2 separate regions of the Gossypium hirsutum genome follow, and region 2 is linked to region 1. Evidence: chromatin contacts called from public Hi-C data. All regions are on one chromosome and are shown on one strand. Each heading gives the region's core, a stretch centred on a gene start, on an enhancer-like site or on the middle of the called end of the contact. The rest is flanking DNA. Distances are from core to core; before and after follow the strand shown. Region 1 holds the start of LOC107952877 (elongation factor G-1, mitochondrial). Region 2 holds the start of LOC121203710.

Region 1 (4,469 bases), core at 1,780-4,279:
TAGAATGCATCCGAACCAAACGAGGTACCTGGGACAAAATAAAAAATATTTAGCTTGTATTATTGTATACTAAACCCCGAGGATAAGTTTAGCAGATATAGAGAAAGGGAAAGAGGAGACAAACAGACAAAATACGTTAAAATGAAAAAATGTATTTCAGTGTCATGGAAGTCTATCACATAAAACAGAACACCAAAAATGACACATGTCCTGACTTAACAGAACCATACAAAATATGAACATTACAATTAATAAAAGAACCAATGTTACCCAATTTTGATGAGAAGTCACCTTGCATATCAGGCTGGAATTAACATGCATATGGAAGATACTTGATCAAACATCATAGGTAACAGCATTTCAAAATCTCAACTGATAGTGTTTTCTATCAAAATCACAAAATGCTAACCAAAAACGAATTTTAGTTTGATAAATGAATTTGTGGAGGTCCATCTAACTCAGCTCAAGACCAATTCACACTCACAGACAACAAATAAAACATCCACTACAAAAAATGGGATGTGTTTGCCCGAAAAGATCAAATAAAACAAAAGCTCAAGAAAGGAATGAAAAAATTAGAGCAAGAGAACATGAAATAAAAAAATAATAATAACTTACCTTAATCTTCTTTCCTGTATTTACGTTGACTATAAAATCACCCTTTCGAACCACACCCTCGTAGACTCTTCACCAATATAAATTATTGTTAGGTAATATAGCATGAAATACATGCACTACAACAACGGAAAATGATGCAGCAACATTACCTCAGATATGTTAGCTGACCAAACCGCCCTTCCTCCAGCTTAAAAGCTAATGCTACAAGTGGTCCATCTGGGGTTCCAGGCAACATTACCTACAAGAGAATTACAAAAGAATTACATTAAAAAAAGTTTCTGACCAGATTCATCAAAACCTTTTTGGGAGGACTTGAAGTAATCAATTTTATACCTTTTCTTCATTCTTTGTTTGATCAAGAGCATAGTTACTGACTTCAATTGGACATGGCAAGTAACTAAGGACACCATCTAAAAGTGGTTGTACACCCTGTGCAGAAGAGAAAGTATCAAATAAGTGGCATCTAATAATCCAACAGATAAATAAACAAATAAAATAATCTAAATTCTGATGGCTGCCTTATTGTCAGAAGTTGGTTGACTGAAATTAATGGGAACCAAAGAACAGAATTAATCATAAAATACCTTGTTTTTGAATGCACTACCCATGAATACAGGAACAAACTTCCTTGCTATGGTTGCCCTACGAACTGCTTCCTGCTCAGAGCAAGCTATAAATTTTAGAACTCACATCAAGTTCATAAATCAAGTAAAAAGAAGCAGCAACATATAGAACTGTAAGTTAAAACAATAGAAAAATAAATGTTGTGGTCTACACTTGGGTAATAGTTAAGCTAATATCACATTGTAACGTTCGATGCAAGAAAAAGCCTCCATCGTCCACCCGTACAGCACGTATAGAGTACAATGAAAGACCATTCAACATGAAGGATCATTGTAAATCCACTGAAAGGCCATCAGCCCATAACATCCATATTCAAATTTCAGAAGCAAGCATGGACTCTGAATATTTGATGGGCATCAAGTCAAAGTGAAGGCAGGCATGCTATTTTCCCTGCCATTTTTTAAATGCAAAAGGGACACTAGATGGGCAGCATCAAATACACTTTCTATCAGTAGAAAAAAAGAATTAAATAAATCACCAGTCCCCGAACAGACCTCAAGATCAGCAGGGGAAATAGGCTCATCACTTAGAAATGCTTCAGCTAGTTTATCATCCACTTCAGAAACCACTTCTATTAGTTCACGTCTCTTTTCTGCAACTATGGCTTCCATATCTGCTGGTATCTCCTCAGTCACAATTTTTTCTCTGCAATAGTTATTATATGACCAAAAAGAAATAACAGGAAATGAAAAGGCTGTCACACGAAGAAAAATTAAGTGAACCAGAGAGATCGAAACAAACCCGCTGGAACCATGAAAATAATAAGCTTTTAGCTGCACAAGGTCGATAAGTCCCTTAAAGTTTTCTTCCAAACCAATTGGAACTTGCACAGCCGCAGTATGATGCCGAAGCTTAGACCTTGCCTGACACCAGGCACAGAAACGATCAGCATGCCACTATTAAATGTGTGAAGTTCAATAACATCAATTCAGTTACATGAATGTACCTGGTTGAGAACTTTCCATGGATCAGCTCCCATTCGATCGAGCTTGTTAATAAATGCGAGTCTTGGCACCTCGTATCTTCTCATTTGCCGATCAACAGTAATTGACTGACTTTGTACACCACCAACGCTACACAAAACCAAAATGGCACCGTCAAGAACACGCAGCGCCCTCTCGACTTCAATCGTAAAATCAACGTGACCAGGCGTATCGATTATATTAATCTGAAACAGCAGATGGAAAATTTGCACGTCATAATAAGTAACACAAAGAGTCAAATTAGGTCAAATTCAAAATACCATACGAACCTGGTAATCTTTCCAGGTGCAATACGTGGCAGCAGATTGGATAGTAATTCCTTTCTCTCTTTCTAAATCCATGGAATCCATCTTTGCTCCGACGCCGTCTTTCCCGCGAACCTCGTGGATCTCGTGGATCCGGCCGGTGTAATAGAGAACCCGCTCTGTCAGTGTGGTCTTTCCGGAGTCGATGTGAGCGGAGATTCCGATGTTTCGGAGTCGTTCCATGGACTCTTTCCACCATGGTTCTTTGTCGTCCTTTGCTCGCGCGACGTTGCCAGCAGCGAAATGACGGACCTCGAAGTTCCCGCGTAGGAGGGCGGCCGTCGGGGAGGGGGAAGAGTAGGGCGCCGCTTTGGTGGAGTACAAGGTGTAAAGGAGGCGCGGGACTGCGGATCTTTGGAATCGCGCCATGGTGGAATATGGATAGTGCTGCTTGGTGCGGGTAAAACCCTAAACCCAAGATAAGGGGCTTTTACTTTCCCGTTCGGGTTCTGAAAAGGGGCGGGTTAGGATCAGGAACAATTCGGATTCATTTTCTCCGGTGGTCGGTTAATTTGGATATTCGTCCAGGCCTATTTGGTGACTTCATTTGCTTTCGATAAGCCCATTAGTTCCTGTTCTAAATATGTAGTTGGGCCCTAAAGCAATCCAAAAAGAGACCAACAAACCATAGCACAAGGGTCCCAACCTCATATCTCAACCATACCACTGAGGTCATGTTTTGAAGCCAATGCCTAAATATAGGCGGTAGCCAATATCATGGCATGTCTCTATTGAAGAAAGAATTCTTGATATCATTTACTTATGCAACAACCAAAAAATAATCAGCACATAAAAGAGCTCCACAACATACACCAAATCTAGCAACCAAAGGTAGTGCCCTTTCCTTCGTTGGGTAACAGATAGATACAAACTCAAGCTATTACTAGTTAGGAGGTCGTCTCTCCTTATCTTCCATCATGTCTTTAATGACAATGTTTGAATTGGTCCCTAAAGTATAGTGATAAAGTCCATCCTCCATTTTAATCTCCATAACCATATGTCTTAGCAGTTATGTAATGATTCAAAAGTCAGTGGTGTCGAAAAGTGAGGTTTTGGAACCCCGTTTTCATAAATCGTACTCGTAAATTTTTTTTATTAAATATTTATGGAGTTGTGTTAGAAGTGAATTGAATTTGGGTTAGGTAATTTTTATCGAATTACTGCTAAATTAAGGTATAGGGACTAAGTCATAAAAATGTCAATTTTATTTGTTAATGAATTAATAAGTAGAACTTGGTTGAGGGATTTTTATAGCAATTAAACCACTATTATAGTGGTACTGGACGGTAATGTACTTTGTAATAGAAGAAAATGTGATAAAATTTTACTAAATTAATTTAATAATAAAACATAATAATAAACAAGTTAGGGGGAAAAGTAGGTAAAAAAAACATTTCATCCATTTTCATGCAAAAATCGAATCGGGGAGAAAGAAAAATAGGAGACCAATGACCAAGGGTTTCAAAGTTTAAAGCTTCAATTAGTATGTTCAATTTAGTTTTTTTCTTGTAATTTTTATATTTTCGGAATCCTGATAATTTAAGTTAGCTGACCCATGTCGTATTTTCGATACTATTAAAGATTGAGGATGTTACCATTGTTGAATAGTTGAAGTTTTTGGTGTTAATTTGATAGAATTTAAATTTAGAGTTGAAAAATGACTAAATTGTAAAGTAAATTGATGATTTTGTGCAATAGGGACTAAAGTGCATAACTTTAAAAATTAGTGGTAAAAATGAGAAATAAAAGGTCCTAGAAGTACTATAGTCCCAATCTTAGGGACTAAATTGAATAAAATGCATATTTTTCATAAATTTACAATTGAGTATGAATTTGTTTGTATATTGATGAACTAGTATATTTGTGTTAATGCATAGCTAACATCGACTTGGATTTCTCAAAAAAGAAATGAAAAGACAAAGTCGTTGATGAATAGCTC
Region 2 (4,944 bases), core at 1,576-4,075, 470 kb after region 1:
TCAGTTTAAGCAAATATAAAAACTTTATCTATATCAGTACCAAATATTAATTCGAAGATTAAATGGTAGCTTCAGTTGAACCAATAGTTGCAAGAGGAGCAGGAAGCAGTAACTGAAATACATAACAACATTATTTCACTAATACAGACACATGTAAGATTATAAGAGTAGCACCAAATATATTTCAGTTTAAGCAAATATAAAAACTTTATCTATATTAGTACCAAATATTAATTCGAAGATTAAATGGCAGCTTCAGTTGAACCAATAGTTGCAGGAGGAGCAGGAAGCAGTAACTGAAATACATACAACATTAATTCACTAATACAGACACATGTAAGATTATAAGAGTAGCACCAAATATATTTCAGTTTAAGCAAATATAAAAACTTTATCAATATCAGTACCAAATATTAATTCGAAGATTAAATGGCAGCTTCAGTTGAACCAATAGTTGCAGGAGGAGCAGGAAGCAGTAACTGAAATACATACAACATTAATTCACTAATACAGACACATGTAAGATTATAAGAGTAGCTCCAAATATTTTTTTAGTTTAAGCAAATATAAAAACTTTATCTATATCAGTACCAAATATTAATTCGAACATTAAATGGCAGCTTCAGTTGAACCAATAGTTGCAGGAGGAGCAGGAAGTAGTAACTGATGCTGAATCTGGTCCAAACAGAAAGTGTTTTTTTTTTAGTGAAGCAGCAATCAAAAGAAAAATATGATATGCCTTTGTATATATGCCATAGATATTTTGGGTTAACCTCATCTGAATTCCTAAAAGCATTAAAACCAGATAATGGATTCTAATTTTCCCAAATAAGCTAATTTGATTATAGAGAGAAATGAATCAAGCTGAAAAATGAATGTTATCTGCCATAATACAGCTACTTGCTATATTATGCCATGATACAAGCAAATAACATAATTATAACATGAAAATAGAAATATTGCATATTGTATATAATACAAATTATTTATGTATCAAATTTTATAAGAATATAAAATAATTTAAACATGACCGCATCATGAGAAAAACGAATGAACACAGATGGGTACAAAGTTGCCAAGTCTACTTCCATCAAAATCAGATAGTAAAATTCATAAGTAGTTAAAAACTGTAAGAATCAATAATAACTAACTTTAGCTTGTGAAGCAACAAAATGACATAAGCTGACACAGATGGGAAAACATTAGCAAGCTTGCAAGCAGTCAACAAAGCATCTTGAACTCTAGCAATCTGGTAAGTGTTTGAAGTTAAATACATTAGCTTAAGCCATCAATATTTTGAGGTATTGAGAAGGAAATAAAAGGAAAGCTTTCGATGGTGCAAACACTAACAATGAAAATGAAGGAGGCCATATAACAATGATTTTAGGAAGACTTAAAAAAAACTTTCTTTTATAACTTTTCAAAGTAAATTTTTTTTTTTAATTTCAATCTTGTGGGAAAGCAAAAACTATATATGTAGTAATCCATAATATATGCATATACTTGAGAGAGTGCTTTTAGTTGGAGTGGGAAACCAATAATAACAAGTAATGAGATTTCTATCAATCAAATCATCCCCTTTGAAGGCATTGTAATAACAAAATCTACAGTATATCATCACTAGGAATGATAAAAAAATGAAAAATCAAAACTCAAAAGACATACCCTTAATCATAAGCTTGTGGAAGTTTAAAGTAGCTTATTCCAAACATAGCAGCAACCAGCTGTTATTGACTTAAAAGGATATGCCAAAAAGCTACAATTAGATACTAATATTTTACCCTTGAGTGCATATAAATCTTTTTTTTTACAATTTATTGCATAAAGCTTGTGGAAGTTTAAAGTAGCTTATTCCAAACATAGCAGCAACTAGTTGTTATCGACTTAAAAGGATATGCCAAAAAGCTGCAATTAGATACTAATATTTTACCCTTGAGTGCATATAAATCTCTTTTTTACAATTTATTGCATAACATTTCCGAGTCCTAGACTCGTTAATCCACAATTGGCCCCTAAGGCTTGTTTTCAATTCCTTTAACATAACATTTCAAACATATCGATATCAAAACATTCTATTATCAATCAAATTTCCAAGTTACCATTTATAATGTCAATTAATTCATTCATTCTAGGGTCCTTCGACTTGTTTGAATCCACTTCAGCCCCTAAGGCTCAGTTTCATTTGATTTACATACTTTGTCATATGGTTACTACATTTAGTTTACATTTAATCACCGAACATATTAATAAAATCCTAATAACCTAACTTGGATTTTCAAAACAGATACTCGAATTAGTCAATCTGCATCTCAAACTGACACTGTAATGTATCATCCGCAAAATATCTTAATAAAACCAGACATCAAAAGAAGCAAGTGTTCCTTCCCGTCCCTTGCTTTACCCCCATTTTTACTCTGAGAATATCTTAATAGTTTTGGTTCTCATTTATGTCAAACATCTCAATGAAAAATAGTTAGATAGTTATAAACCAACAAATGATAGCATATGAAAAACCTATACGTACCAGTATGAAGATAAATCTCTCGATTCATCTACTTCATGCTTTCAACAGCCAGACATGAAAGTGAACAACTGACCGCTTTCAACACGCAAGCGCCATTAACAGAAATACAGTTTAAATTGTATAGCCATTGCAACCTTGCTAGCTTTGAACAAACTAATTCAGTGGTGTACGCACCTTTGAAAAGAATTGGAAACTTCAATTTAACTGGAATATATAAATATTTACCCCAGAAAAGAGGATAAGAAACTTTAATGGAGTTTGCAAAAAAGGAGATTTATATGCATACCCTTGCTTGCTAACATTGAAAGTATATGAAAATGATTGAAATTCCTCCAAAACCCATAGGTTAAACAAAGAAGAAATAAATTGTTCTCAAATAAAAGAACAACTTACCTGATATTTTACACTCCGATGAAGCAAACGAGTAACCTCCAAAACAGAAAAGCGATTCAAGTCAAATGTATGTTAGCTCGACAATAAATCTTAACCGTGTCTGCTGATTCTTTTGAGGGAAATTTAGGGATTAGAAGAAATTAGAGAATTGGGGAAATCTGTTTTGGGTTGGGGGGAATAGGTGTCGGGCATGAGAAAGAAGCAAACATTTCAAGGAAAATGACACCGTTCAAGGTAAACAATTATGTTTTTTGCGGCATTTTTTTTAAAAACGCTGCTAATCCACTAAATATCCATTTAAAACGATATTATTTTAATTTTACTTAAATCCCTTAAATCTTTATAAATATTTAAAGTAAATTTATTTAAACCTAATGATATTGTTTTAATTTTTTTATAAATATATACATGTTATTTTCATTTGATATTTATTAATTTTTTAAATATAAACAAGTTAAATATTTTTAATTATACTTTTTTCTATTAGTTGTTGAATTATATGTAAGTTGTGAATTTAGTCCTTTTACTTTCATTTTGTTATTTTTAGTCATTTTAATTTTCAAATTTTAAAATTGTAGTATTAATTAAATGGTAGCTATTAAATTCATTAAGTTTTGCTATTTCTAAAATCTAATGTAACAAACATATTACTCACAAAAAGCCAGTTACGGATTTAACGGTTGTCATTTGTGTCAAAATTAATATTTTAAAATTTGAAAAGTATATACAGGGACCAATAATAATCTAATTGGATAACATGAACTCAACCTACAACTTTACGCACAATACCAAGACTAATAGCATAATTTAACCAAACATATATAATTGCTATCATTTGAGTCACCATGACTAAAATTTTAAATTTTGAAAAGTACAAACGAAAAAAATGATCGATTTGAAAAATACAGGGACTAAAACTAATCAAATTAAAATATAATGACTAAATACACATTTTACATATAGTACATGGGATAATAGCATAATTTGCCTTTTTTTAAAAAAAATTAATACAACTATGATTCAAACCCATATTACTGTAGAGTACATATGAAAACGACGACGTTTACTTTAAAGTACTATTTTTTTTGCATCCCCTAAATCTTCATATAAAACGACGCCGTTTACGTTATACTTTTTTTTTGCTTTTTGTGGCATTTTTAAAAAAAACGCCGGTACTCCCCTAAAAATCCAATTAAAACGACGCCGTTTTCGTTAAACTGCTATGTTTTTTGTGGCGTTTTTTAAATAAACACCACTAATCTCTTAGTTTTTATATTTCATTTTTATTTGTTATATTCTATGACAATTTTAAGTTTAAATTTCACTTAAATAAATTAAGTGTAGAGGAATTAATTTGAATTGAATTATTTTTAATATATCAAAATATTTTTAGATTAAATCTTAAACCATTTCATTTATATAAAGTTTATCTATTATCTCTTAAATAATTTAAACTGTAATTATAATTTTAATATAATATTCAAATTAATTTTATCTCTTTTACAATTATATAAGAAATCGTTTAATATATAAATTAAAAAACACTACTTAATCATAACCCTAAACCTTTAACCCCTATCCCATAAACACTAAACTCTAAGGCGCTCTAAATTATAAAGCCTAAATCCTTAACCCTAAATATAAAATGATGTTATATCAATAATTGTGTTAATAATTTACAATAACTGGATCAAATTAAAGTTCATGTATACAATTGCACACTAAACCGTTGTTCATGTATGCTTTTGGGATTTAACCTACTTGATATATTTATTTTTTAAAATAATAATTTATATTTATCTTATTTAGATTTATATTATAAAAAATCCAAGATACAAAAGATATGTAGTTCACCATATTTATCCCCAAACCCTAAAAATTAAATCATAAACCCCACACCCCAAACCCTAAATCCCAAATCATAAACCCTAGAGCTTAGACCAACATCACCTTAAACCCTAAATATATATATATTACAAGGGACAAAGATAATTACAAAGGAATTTTATTGCTTATCTAAACTCTAA

The links. A called contact is a pair of places that touch in the nucleus more often than the background predicts.
Region 2: a contact with region 1 is called in a Hi-C map of leaf, with 4 times the contacts expected there. The contact joins the promoter of LOC121203710 here to the promoter of LOC107952877 in region 1. A contact is called at or near these places in 2 of 34 Hi-C or Micro-C datasets (both in leaf).

What each region holds. Positions count from the first base shown.
Region 1 is chrA07:37,396,770-37,401,238 of Gossypium_hirsutum_v2.1, forward strand. It overlaps LOC107952877 (elongation factor G-1, mitochondrial), which reads right to left and starts at 3,030. Exons shown (of 20, transcript XM_041118157.1): 1 at 2,495-3,030; 2 at 2,189-2,410; 3 at 1,984-2,105; 4 at 1,737-1,887; 5 at 1,203-1,274; 6 at 952-1,047; 7 at 768-856; 8 at 619-685; 9 at 1-28. The coding sequence starts at 2,899.
Region 2 is chrA07:37,871,290-37,876,233 of Gossypium_hirsutum_v2.1, forward strand. It overlaps LOC121203710, which reads right to left and starts at 2,826. Exons shown (of 13, transcript XM_041074150.1): 1 at 2,811-2,826; 2 at 2,598-2,728; 3 at 2,525-2,542; 4 at 1,152-1,249; 5 at 592-675; 6 at 408-479; 7 at 225-296; 8 at 41-112. The coding sequence starts at 2,826.